2 separate regions of the Sus scrofa genome follow, and region 2 is linked to region 1. A link is a contact called in public Hi-C data. All regions are on one chromosome and are shown on one strand. The core of a region is the stretch at or near the end of the contact, and the rest is flanking DNA. Distances in the headings are between cores, read along the strand shown.

Region 1 (5,940 bases), core at 1,674-4,173:
AAACAAAGTCTTTTTTTTTTTTTCTTTTTGTCTTTTTGCCTTTTCTAGGGCTGCTCCCACAGCATGTAGAGGTTCCCAGGCTAGGGGTGGAATCGGAGCTGTAGCCACCGGCCTACACCGGAGCCACAGCAACGCGGGATCCGAGCCAAGTCTGCGACCTACAACACAGCTCACGGCAACGCTGGATCCTTAACCCACTGAGCAAGGGCCAGGGATCGAACCGCAACCTCATGGTTCCTAGTCGGATTCGTTAACCACTGCGCCACGACGGGAACTCCTAAAAAACAAAGTCTTAAAGACAAAAGCAAAACCAAAGGCTCTAATTATAAACTTTCTGTGCAGCCAGCATTAAATTTGATATGGTCACGGTGATGAGGGAGTTTTAGGAGTCACACCCTGAGAGCATTCCTTTCGAGGCTCCGAGTCTCAGACACTTTACTGCCAACTCCAGAAAGGACCGAGGTAACCGTCACAGTCTCCATCCATGTGGGATGGGCGTGTCACAGGCGGCCTCCCTGGCTGTAGAGTGTGTTTGCCATCCTCTCACACACTTTCTGCATGTTCCCGAAGACCTGAGTGGCTCTGGAGACTTTCAACTTCTCAAATCCTCTATTTCTCACTCACCTAGGACAGGATGGGGAGCCAGGCAGGGACTGAGTGGGTGACTTCTTACAGCGATAGATCCTAGACGCTCTCGGCAAACAGGAGCTAGCTGGGACCTAGCAACAAGGGGGGGGTCTCACCAGGAGGGTCAGGGCTGCTCTCAAGGAGGGGACCCCCCCCACCAGTTCACCAGGCTCACCACTCTCCTGTGTCTTTGCAGGTGACGCCTCGCACACCTCCCCCATCTCAAGGGAAGGTAAGACCTCTGAATGCTTCGAGTCAGTGTCACTTTATTTATAGACCTTCCCAGAAACCCCTAAATGTACCAAAAAGGGCTGGACTCATCCCAAATGACGAAATGACTTCCTCCCCCAGTGTTTTCCACGTGGATCTCACAAGAACAGGCTGACATGTGCATGGCATCCCTTCCCACCGGCAGGTGCAGAGACAGCATGCATCATTCCTGCTCTTTCCCCTCAAACCTGATCAGCAATCTCTGGGCAGCTCCAGGTGGCCACGGCCACCCACAGGGACATGGTACACGTGACAAAAGCTCTTTGCATCTCAGCACTGTGTTGTTTTGATTGTGTCTCCTGTTTTATTGAAAGAAGATGTTTCCCTGCACTGGCCTCCATGTCACTCTTTCTTTCTTTTCCTCACACAGGGGCGAGGACTGTCCCTCAGCAGATTTAGCTGGGTAGGTGACAAACGCATGTCCATCCCGCTGCCTCTGCTTCCCTCCTCACAGGCACTCGACTTTTCTGTTCTGCTCTGTTTCAGTTGCTCATGGGCCCACTTTCTTCCCCATCTCACCAGCTGGCCCGCGGCTGGTGCTCCCTCCTGCACTGTCCCCTCTCTGCTTCCCAGCCCCCACCCCCCGCCCCCGCCCCAGGCAACACCAAAAGCTCCTCCCAGGAGATGGGGTGACTCCACGTTTGAGGAAATGCCTGGTTTCCTGTCAAAGCAACAGATGAGAAAAGCTAGTCATGTGGTCCCCAACAGCCAGCCCTCCCCTCAGAGGCTGACATTTCCTTGAGGAAAAATGAGGCCACAGACAAGGGCAAAAGACACTAAATGAAGTTATTTGGTTTACAATAACCCACGTTACCTGAAAGAGTTCTGTGTCGATTTAGTAAAACTGAAAGCTTAGCTACCAAGCCAGCTAGGAAAACTTTTCTAGGAATTTCTGAGAACAACGTGTCCATGAAGACTTTAAACAGCCGATTTGTTGAATTTCCAGTAAAATTTGGTGTCTGAGCCACCTTAAACTGCCTACCTGTACTTTAACCAATTCTATTGCCCATAGTTACTAGTAAGTATCAGATATGGTTCTTACTTTATAAAATTTCCAGAATAAAAATAGAACCACTAACGTGTAGGCCAGGAACTGTGTCTGTCATAGAGACACAGCATCTTTATAGAGATGCACCCTCCAGTATCCTTGGAATCACAAGGTCCTTACTCTCTGGAACAGAGCCTATGTGTACTTGATGGTCAATTAATAATCATTAAAAATAGGAGTACCCATCTTGGCTTAGTGGTTAATGAACCCAACTAGTATCCATCAGGTTGTGGGTTCAATCCCTGGGCTCGCTCAGTGGGTTAAGGATCCAGCATTGCTGTGAGCGATGGTGTGGGTCACAGACATGGCTTGGATCCCCCGTTGCTGTGGCTGTGGTGTAGGCCAGCAGTTACAGCTCCGACTCAACCCCTAGCCTGGGAACCTCTATATGCCACAGGTGCGGCCCTAAAAAGAAAAAAAAAAATCATTAAAAATATATTTTAAAAAAATTTTAATATAAAAAAGATTCATAGAATGAATGAATTTAGAAAAAAAGAAAAAGAAAGAAGGAAGGAAGGGAAGGAGGCGGTGGGCGGGGGGAGAAGGGGGAGGACAGGGTAGGGGAAAGGGAAGGGGGAGGGAGAGGGAGGAGAGAGGAAGGGAGAGGAAGAGAGCTGCCCCCAGAGAAAAGGCAGAAGAAAGATTCCATGAACTGCTCCAACACATCATTACACTGGATTACGTACTGAGATATTTGCTGGAACATTTTGTCCAAATATTCCTGAGCCTTTTTCTGATCTAATGGGTTTGCTAAAAGGTGACAAACCTGTGGGACATTGACACAGTCCAGCACTCACAGCCAATTAATTACTGACTTTCTTTGCCAGCAGGTAACAAAGATGATATTGAAGAATGAAATCCATTTTTGACCCAGAAATCTTATTTTCATAATCGCCTGACCAAGCCTTCTAGGCATGGACCCAGGGCACAGTCATCACAGACTGGGCAGCGAGGGGAGGGTTGAGAGACGCTTTTCCTCCTGTCCTTAAAGGCCACCTCAGCCTCAGCAGCTAACAGCCCGGCCTTTGCCTGCTTCTCCTTCGTTTCTCCACTTGGGGTCCCACTAATCCGTCTGAAATTTCTCTTTTTCCCAAAGCAAAATCCTTCTCTGTGTCCCGAGAGCTAGTTAGTGTCTGTTTCCTAGAACTGCAGGACCGTCTGCCCGTTTGGAGTTTCTGAAACTGCCACCAGTTTTCTAAACTATGGTGTATGTTTTCTGGTAAATTCTAGGTTGCTCAAAGATAGAAGTGACCGAGAATTTGAAAGGAGAACAGTTAAACAGATTACTAATCTGAAAGCCAATCTTTGAATTTAATTCTCAGAAGCTCTTTACTTTTGGAGAAAAACAACGGAGTTAGAGAATGGCTTAGCACTTGCTCGGGAAAGCATGGATTTCCACCATCTCACGTCTGTCCTTTGGCACAGCCCTCTTTACCTGTCACCTGTCCCTCCATGTACCACCACGGAGGGACCATGTCCGTGGGAGCCCCTAGGGTTCAAGGGCAGCTCTGGGTTCATCTCATATGCAGTCCTGCATCTTCCCTGCTCTGTCCCTTATGCACGTGATAACCCCTGAAACAAAACCTTCACATGACAGTAGCTGCCTCTGAGTGGCCAGTGTCTGGGGGTTGGGGTGATGGAGGGGCAGTGTCTTGACAGATGGCCCTGGTCCAGCCTCAGTCCAAACCTGAGATAGGTGAACTAGTGAACCAGAAGAATTTTGAAACTTCTTCGCTTTCTTTTTAGGGCCACACCCACAGCATAAGGAAGTTCCCAGGCTAGAGGTTGAATCAGAGCTGTAACTGCTGGCCTACGCAGGATCTGAGCCACATCTACGACCTACACCACAGCTCACGGCAATGCTGGATCCTTAACTCACTGAGTGAGCCCAGGGATTGAACTTGCATCCTCATGGTTGCTACTCAGGTTCGTAACCCACTTGAGCCACGGTGGGAACTCTGAATCCTGAACCTTCTAGAACCCATTTCCAACACCTCTAAACTAGAGCGATGGGTTCGATGGTTTCTTGAACCCTAAAACACACTCGGGAAACTTAAAAGGACTGTGGGCTGAGGCAAAGGGGTCTGGGGTTTGGATCAGGAGATGGTTTTACTTTGTTTCTAAAATTCTCAGGAGCGGCACATGTAAAGAGCCTCCCACCTCTTGCTGGCAAAATGTAAAATGAGTCTCGGAGCATAGAGATCCATGAGGTCCTGTGCTGATGCCTTGAGCTGCCTGTTTGGCCCCTGACGGACATGGCACCCACAGCTGGACACGTTTTACCCCCAATGCTGACATCCGTCATGACTGAACACCTGGACTTTCCCCTGTTCCTCTCTCTTGTTCACAGTACAAGCTCCCCTCTGAAGCTAAAGGATATTAGAACGCAAGCTGGTCCTAGAGACACATAGGTTTTTACATTTCGGTGATCACTGCCATTGCCATGTGCCGTAAAGGCAGCTCTCTTCATCTTCCCTGAAGTGAGCGGGGGCTTCTGGCGTAGCTGGAGGCAGGGGTGGGGGCTGCCGGTCTGTCTGGGAGGCCATCTTCCTTAATCCTGGCAAGCTCGGAAGTTCAGAGCTACAAGCTCCATCCTCAGAGCAGAGCATCCATTATCCCCATTTTATGCAAGAGGAGGCTGAAACTCAGAGAGGTTCTGACACTTGTCTGAGGTCACACAGCCTGGGAGTGGTGGAGACCTGCCAAGTTGCTGGCTCTGGGGCTACGCTTTGGTGCGCAGCCTGGGAGACATGGCTTCTCAGCTGGGACCTGCCCCCTTCCCTCTATCACGACTGGCTCCCAGCCCAGGCTCCAGGAAGAACCCTGGCCCCAGGCTACCATCCACATTCAGGACTCCCACACCAAGGCCAGGGGAGCTGGTCCTGTCTGTCCTCAGGAGAGGCTCCAGGCCAAGGAACTGGGAGGTTGGTCTTTGCATGTTGGAAGGTATGAGCCTCACATTTCACCAAGTGCAAAGGCTGCTGGTGTCTCCAGGCAGCAGGTGAGAGCCAACGGTTCGAAGGGCCAAAGGAGACCCAGGGCGGGGCACTTGGCTTCCCTTGGGGACCAGGCTTTGCACACACTCTCCCAGCATGTCTAGGGCTCCCCTTCCTCTGGGCATGTTTTGGGCCAAAGTTCTTGACCTTGTTTTGAGAGATGTTGGCTAATCTGCTGTTGAAACCCACACAGCATGGAGAGGGGAAGTGGCTGCTGCAGGGGAGGTTTGATCTTCCAGAGGCAGCTGCCCAGGTTGGGCCAGCATGATGGGCATGGGGCATCACTTGGGCACTGACTGAGAGGTGCCCTCTTTTCTTGCAGGGCGCCGAGGGCCAGAAGCCGGGATTCGGCTACGGAGGCAGAGCTCCTGACTACAAACCGGCTCACAAGGGACTCAAGGGGGCCCAGGACGCCCAGGGCACACTTTCCAAAATCTTCAAGCTGGTAATGTACCTTCCCGATGGGGGAGGGTCCAGGGCAGCCTCTAGTTTGTCCACCAGCTGCTTCTTAGCCGGTCCTCCTCCAAGTTGTTCAGAGCAAGCATTTCTCCAGGCACTGCCAGAGCAGTCACTGTGCCAGGTCACAGGCCCAGGCCCCCTCAGGGAGCTTGAGGACAAGGGGGCTACAGCTGGGCCCTGGCAGGGGCAAGATCAGGAGGCTTCATTGTCCAGGGAACCAGCAGGGGCTAAGGTGACATGAGGGTGGTTGTCAGGTGAGAGACCCCCGGAACCACAGTCAGTTAACACAGATGTTGGAGCCACACAGAACCAGGTCTGCCACCTTTCAGCCAAGTGACCTTGGCCACTGACCTCCCGGAAGCTCGGTAGCTTATGGACAGACATCACTGTGATGGTGGAGGGCCTACAGGGCAATTTGCAAGGCGCCCCATGCAGTTACCCACGGCACAGGCCATCACTGCTACTAATAAGACAGCCTCTTTCAGAAAACCCTGAAACTCAGAAGGTGGCTCTGATCCACGACAGGGCCCACATCACCCC
Region 2 (5,864 bases), core at 1,622-4,121, 130 kb after region 1:
ATTTGAATCCAGTCCCAAGAGACATGATCTCTCTGGAGAAGACCCCCAAGGGGTGGGTAGGGCTGAGGATGCCATGGAAGCAGGCAGTGGGGAGCCATTCTGCCAGTGCCGGGGTGCCAGCAGCGCAGAGGCACAGTAATCAGTATGCTGGGGGCGGACCTGGGAACGCAGCCGAACACGAACCTGAGAGTCTAAACAGCACCCAACCTGCCCTCAACAGGTCTATTGCTGCTGTTCAGACCCTCCAACTCCAGGAACGCCCAGCTCTCTGTGGCCACCACAAAATTGGGTTCCGCAGGTACCCATGTGTTCCAGCACCTTTCTGACTCTGGACCTATTTGTATACTTGTACATTTTATCTTATCTTCCAAGCAAGAGTAAACAAGAGCAGAGAGGATCTGAAACTGCCATCCACCCGAATCACTCTCGGGGGTTTGCAGGGCTCCCAAAGGGGTCTGGGGCACGTGCCTGTTTCTTCCTTCTTGTAAGACTCCTGCACTTTGGAGGCGGCTTCTGTTCTGGAGCTCAAAACAGGCACCTCACCTGCTCCTCTGCCTTTTGTGCCTCTGCTTTGTGCTCACACGTGAGCAGCTGAGATCCTCTGCTCTGTGTGGGAAGATCTGGTCCAGGTTCAAAGACCCCTGAAACATTGGTCTCAGTTGCACTCTGGCTCCATCACCAGGCCTTCTGTGGCCTGTGCTGTTGTTGCCCACGTCCTGTGTGACACAACACCTACCTGACTAGGGGGCGGTCTGGGATGCTCTGTCCCTGCCCCATGAGGCATCAGTGAGAGGAGGAACAGCATGGAGACAGGCATTTGGTACCAATGCCAATGGGTGGAAGACCAGGTGGACTCTGTGCAGGCAGCCGGGTGAGGCCATGCTGGAGGGCAAGGAGCTCTGGTTACAACCTCTTGATTCAAGCAGCTCATCTTCCCACAGGGACTCTAGAGTAAGGAAGAAACAGACCTTTCGCTTCATTCGGCTTTTAGTAGCATCAACAGATTGATGGCTAAAACACAATTTAGAACAAAATGGAAGGAAATGTAAATGCAAGAACGATCAGGTGCCTTTCAGGAATTCTTAACAACCACAGATCTCAGTTCTGCCTGCTTTCTTACAGCTAATGCTTGAAGGTGAACCCATTCAGCAAGCTCAGGGCTGTAGGAGAGAAAGTTTGTCTGCAGAGCATTTGCATGTCAGGAGCTCAAGGCCCCACTGCTGTCACTTCCACAGGAGAGAGTAACACTCCAGCTTCACTCCCTGGCAAACCTGCTCTGTTTGCCCAGCCAGTTTTCATTTGTTCACTCATTCATTCATCATTATGAATATTTCTTCCAGACCTTCCAGGTGCTGGCATGATTCCAGATGCCAAGATGAAGCAGCGAGCAAACAGGCACAGCCCAGCTATCAGGGAGCTTTCATTCTAATGGACAAGGACAGGGCAGAAGCAGCTGGAAATGCAAGTAAGGAAGGGAAGTACTGCATGGCAGTGAGGACTATGCAAAGAGTTAAAACAGAAGACAGGCAAGCACTGAAATCTGAGTAAAAAGGATTTACCAGTGTTGCAAAAAGCAGGGGGACTGAAAGCCTTACAACTGTCAAGATATGTTCTGATGTCAACACCACTAGAGTGACGGGATATTCAATGCGGTCCCTGTCAGAATCCCAACAGATTCTTAGCTATGAAACCAAAAGCATCAGCAACAAAAGAAAACAACATATAAACTGGACCCAGCCAAAATTAAAACATTTGTGCATCAAAGGACAATACCAAGGAAATGAGAAACCAACCTAGAGAATGGGAGAAGTATGTGCAAGTCACATATCTGATAAGGATCTAATATTTGACTATTTGGTATATTAACGAAGCCCAGGTAGAAAACTTTCTGTAACTTCTATAACCTGAGATCTGACTGCATTTTCTCTCTTTAAAAAAGCCTGTGTTCTTTTCTTTTTTTTTTTTTTTTTCTTCTTTTTTTTTCTTTTTTAGGGCTGTGCCTGTGGCATATGGAAGTTCTCAGGCTAGGGACTGAATTGGAGCTATAGCTGCCAGCCTACACCAAAGCTACAGCAACGCAGGATCTGAGCTGTGTCTGTGATCTACACCACAGCTCATGGCAACACCAGATCCTTAACCCACTGAGAGAGGCCAGGGATCAAACCCACAATCCCCGTGGAAACTAGTTGGGTTCCTTACTGCTGAGCCATGACAGGAACTCCCCAAAGTCTGTATCGTTTTTCATAGAAAATAATTTAAAAGAGCAATAGATCACAACAAAGTCCAAAGATGATAAGCATGTGAGTTACAGAAGCTTAAGCCAACAGGGATCTCAGAGGTGATCCAGCCCAGCCTCCCACCGTGCAGGTGGGGCCACAGATCCGCAATGTGTGTGTCAACAAAGATGCCGCTGCTTAGCTGCACAGACGGAGGGCCTGTGAGCAGGCTGCGTCCCTGGGGGCCTCCACGTTGCGGGGCCATCAGGTGCCCCACTTGGGATCCTCTGCAGTCCTGCATCCTCCTTCGTCTGCCCTAGAGGAAGTCAAGCATGGTGGTCCCCTGCCTTTCCGCCTGGGGCTGTCACTAGGGTCCTCTGGGGGCCAAAAGCCACCCTGCTGGGCTTGGGGCCTTGCTCCACTGCTTTCTAGGGTGACCTCAAGCAAGCTGCGGAGCTCGTTTTCAGTGATCACATCTGATAACAAGCGGGTGGGTTTGGGCTTGAAGCCTGAATGAGCTTGTCCCTGCCTTCACCCTCCCCCATCTCCCGCCCCGAAAACAGCCTGCTGACACCCCTGACAATGAGGGACCCTGATCAGGCATGGCACCAGGAGCCAGGAGGACACAGCAGGCAGCTCCCACCGGGCTGCCCACCTCCTCCACCCTCATCACCTCACCTCAGGAAGTTGGGTTTCCAGCTCCCGGCTGCAGTTTTCCTCCACAGCCAGTTTCAGACACACTGACACCTTAAGTTTGTTTGCCGACACGTCAGGTAGCAGAACTTTGTACAAGCCTGCGTGTGTGTATGTGTGTGTATGCACATGTGTGACGGGTGAAAGGAAGACGTGGGGGGTGATGTGATGCTGCGCTTTGGTTTCTAGAACGTGAGTATTTTTTCTTCTTTCTCTAAAGAGCAGAACTTTGAAACTCAATTATTGAACTCTGAAAGAGCCCCCATGGCATTTTAACTGTATAAAATTAGTCATCATGACATTAAATCCTGATTTGGGAACCTTTCAGAGGAAACCACTGTGTTCCCTCGGAACAGCCGGAATAATAAGGCCACCTTGCAGATGATTGCAGTGACCCACGCTTATGTCATTCGCAAGCCAGGCTTACTTTGCATCCCATCTCAGCGCGATTCCTGCTGGAGCATTTCACGGGGAAGAAGGGGAAAAAAAAAAAAAGGAGACTGCGATATTGTCAGAAACAGAACTACTGTCAGAAGCAATGGTCTCCGCAGGTCACATGTTGCGTGTGGTTCAAGTTTTTTGGCTTTCTCTGAGCGCAAACATGGAGAGAGTGAGTTAGAGAAACCTCTCTGTATATGTCAGCCCCCATCTGTAATGCAAAATATATTTCTCAATGCTGTTTATTATCTTATTTCTTACTTTTTTCAAAAAATGGAAGGAGAATGAAGGTTAACTTAAGAGAGGCTTCAATGTTTCATTTCTCTGTTTAGGGGGGGAAAACCAAAAGCAAATGTTTTCCTTCCTGGCCTCTGCCCTCTTTTCTTTCCCATTTTGTTTTCTTTTCTTTTGAAATGTCTCCTCCCCCAACCCCATTCTCCCCAGGGCCTCTGTCAACATGCAAAACACATGATGCTTTGGCAGCCTCCTCCTCAAGTCCTACCAAAATGACCATAAAGGGGAAAAAGTTATAAACTCATGAGAACAAAGCAAACAGAAACAATAAAGTGATGATACAGCTGGGAGATGGAAAGTAAGTGAATGAAGGTCCTTGTCTTGATAAGTGGAAAAAATTTCAACATCGGCTGCTGAATGGGAAGCTGACAGGAAGCCCTTGGCGTGTGAAATCCTTAGTGTCTACCTCGGCAAGGATGTCAAAGGCTAACCCTGAAAACAGGCTGGTTCACAGGAACCCCCAGTCCTGCTCGTTCAACTTGTGGACCAACAACTCCTCACCCAATTCTTCCCCATCCCACCCCTCACGGAAGACCTGTGGGCTCTTCTCTGCAGAACCCAACTCCGAGCTCAGTCTCTGGCACCACCAAGGGCACGGACAAGGCCCTCTGCCAGGAGCTGGCCTGCTGCCCGCTCTTGTGAATAAAGTTTTACTGGAACACAGCCACACTCTTTTATGTTCATGTCCGCTATGGAGGGGACAGGCACTGTAGCGGTGTAATGGGGGTGCAGTAGTTGCAGCACAGACTCACAGGGCTTAACATACATGTTACCCCAGCCTTCAAAGGACATGTTGCCCGCTCCTGCCCTAGAGGGGGCACCACACGTCAGCCACAGAACTTCCACCAGCTTTAACTCTCCCTCTTCTTCTTTTTCTTCCTTTCTTTCTTTTCTTTCTTTCTTTTCTTTCCCTTTCTTTCTTTCTTTCTTTCTTTCTTTCTTTCTTTCTTTCTTTCTTTCTTTCTTTCTTTCTTTTTCTTTCTTTCTTTCCTTCTTTCCTTCTTCCTTCCTTCCTTCCTTTCTTTCTTCCTTTCTTTTTCTTTTTGTCTCTTGTCTTTTTTTTTTTGCTATTTCTTTGGGCCGCTCCCGCGGCATATGGAGGTTCCCAGGCTAGGGGTCCATTCGGAGCTGTAGCCACTGGCCTACACCAGAGCCACAGCAAAGCGGGATCCGAGCCTCGTCTGCAACCTGCATCACAGCTCATGGCAGCGCTGGATCGTTAACCCACTGAGCCAGGGCAGGGACCGAACCCGCAACCTCATGGTTCCTAGTCGGATTCGTTAACCACTGCGCCACGACGGGAATTCCTCTCTTGTCTTTTTAAGGTAGCACCTGTGGCACATAAAAGTTCCTAGACTAGGGGTCAAATCAGAGCTGTAGCTGCCAGCCTACACCACAGCCACAGCAACGTGGGATCCAAGTCGCTTCTGCAACCTGCACCACAACTCACGGCAACACTGGATCCTTAACCCACTGAGCAAGGCCAGGGATCGAACCTGCATCCTCATGGATACCAGTTGAGTTTGTTAACCACTGAGCCATGAGGGTAGGAACTCCTAACCTACCCTCTTCTGATCATGTCCTCTTGTTAAACATGGACAACCAGAGACAGCCAGATGTTTTGGGAAATATTCCAGCATGAAAGGCAGAAACAAAACAGAGAGAAAAAAGAACCCTGAGGAGAGAAAAGACAGTGTAGGGAGCTGAAGAAAGTTTCAAGGCCTATTTCTTTAATCGGTGTCCTCGGTGGTGATAAAGACAGGGCCCAGGATTTCCCCAGAAGAAAGAGAAGGTGGAAAAAAACACCAGTGACTTTTAAAAAGTTCAGAGCTCAGAATGACATCGAACTTGTCAAAAGCAAAGTTAGATGCTAGAGAATGACTGACCAATGTCCTGACAATTCTCAAGAGAAACAATTTCAACTGATTGCCTTGGGCGTCTGGCTGGGGTGGAGGTGGGTGTGCTGCGGGCCCCAGGCTGAGCTTTGGGTGGGGGAGAGCACCTGCCATCTCCTGGTCCACAGGGAGTCCGGGGAGTCCATCAGCTGCGGGTGAGGAGGGGCCCGCAGAGGGGAACAGCTGGAAGCCCTAGGAAGGTCTCAGTTCTACACCCATGACCCTCCTTCTCCAGTCTCAGCTGGGGATCTCCTTTCTCTGATGGCACAGCTAAAGGCATTTGCTCTCCTGCCACCACTGAACTCACCCCAGAAGGACTGGTGTTGCT

What was found. A called contact is a pair of places that touch in the nucleus more often than the background predicts.
Region 2: a Hi-C map of retroperitoneal adipose tissue shows a contact between it and region 1, with 2.6 times the contacts expected there. The contact joins two enhancer-like sites. A contact is called at or near these places in 2 of 5 promoter capture datasets (fetal skeletal muscle and liver), 24 of 47 Hi-C or Micro-C datasets (adipose tissue, alveolar macrophages, blood and 14 more) and 2 of 2 datasets of contacts at active chromatin or transcription factors (alveolar macrophages and skeletal muscle).

Annotation. Positions count from the first base shown.
Region 1 is chr1:147,673,183-147,679,122 of Sscrofa11.1, forward strand. MBP (myelin basic protein) reads left to right here. Exons shown (of 7, transcript NM_001001546.2): 4 at 824-859; 5 at 1,268-1,300; 6 at 5,264-5,386. Among named protein-coding and RNA genes, the nearest start is that of MBP, 27 kb to the left of the region's middle. Within about 2 kb of position 2,924, at least 17 of the 83 cell types and tissues checked have an H3K27ac peak or open chromatin away from gene starts, as enhancers often do. A contact at or near this core is called in adipose tissue, mesenteric adipose tissue, retroperitoneal adipose tissue and 2 more, where this site is marked.
Region 2 is chr1:147,806,735-147,812,598 of Sscrofa11.1, forward strand. It overlaps LOC106509046 (a long non-coding RNA gene), which reads right to left. Exons shown (of 4, transcript XR_001306261.2): 4 at 1-946. Among named protein-coding and RNA genes, the nearest start is that of ZNF236, 28 kb to the left of the region's middle. Within about 2 kb of position 2,872, at least 13 of the 83 cell types and tissues checked have an H3K27ac peak or open chromatin away from gene starts, as enhancers often do. A contact at or near this core is called in adipose tissue, mesenteric adipose tissue, retroperitoneal adipose tissue and 2 more, where this site is marked.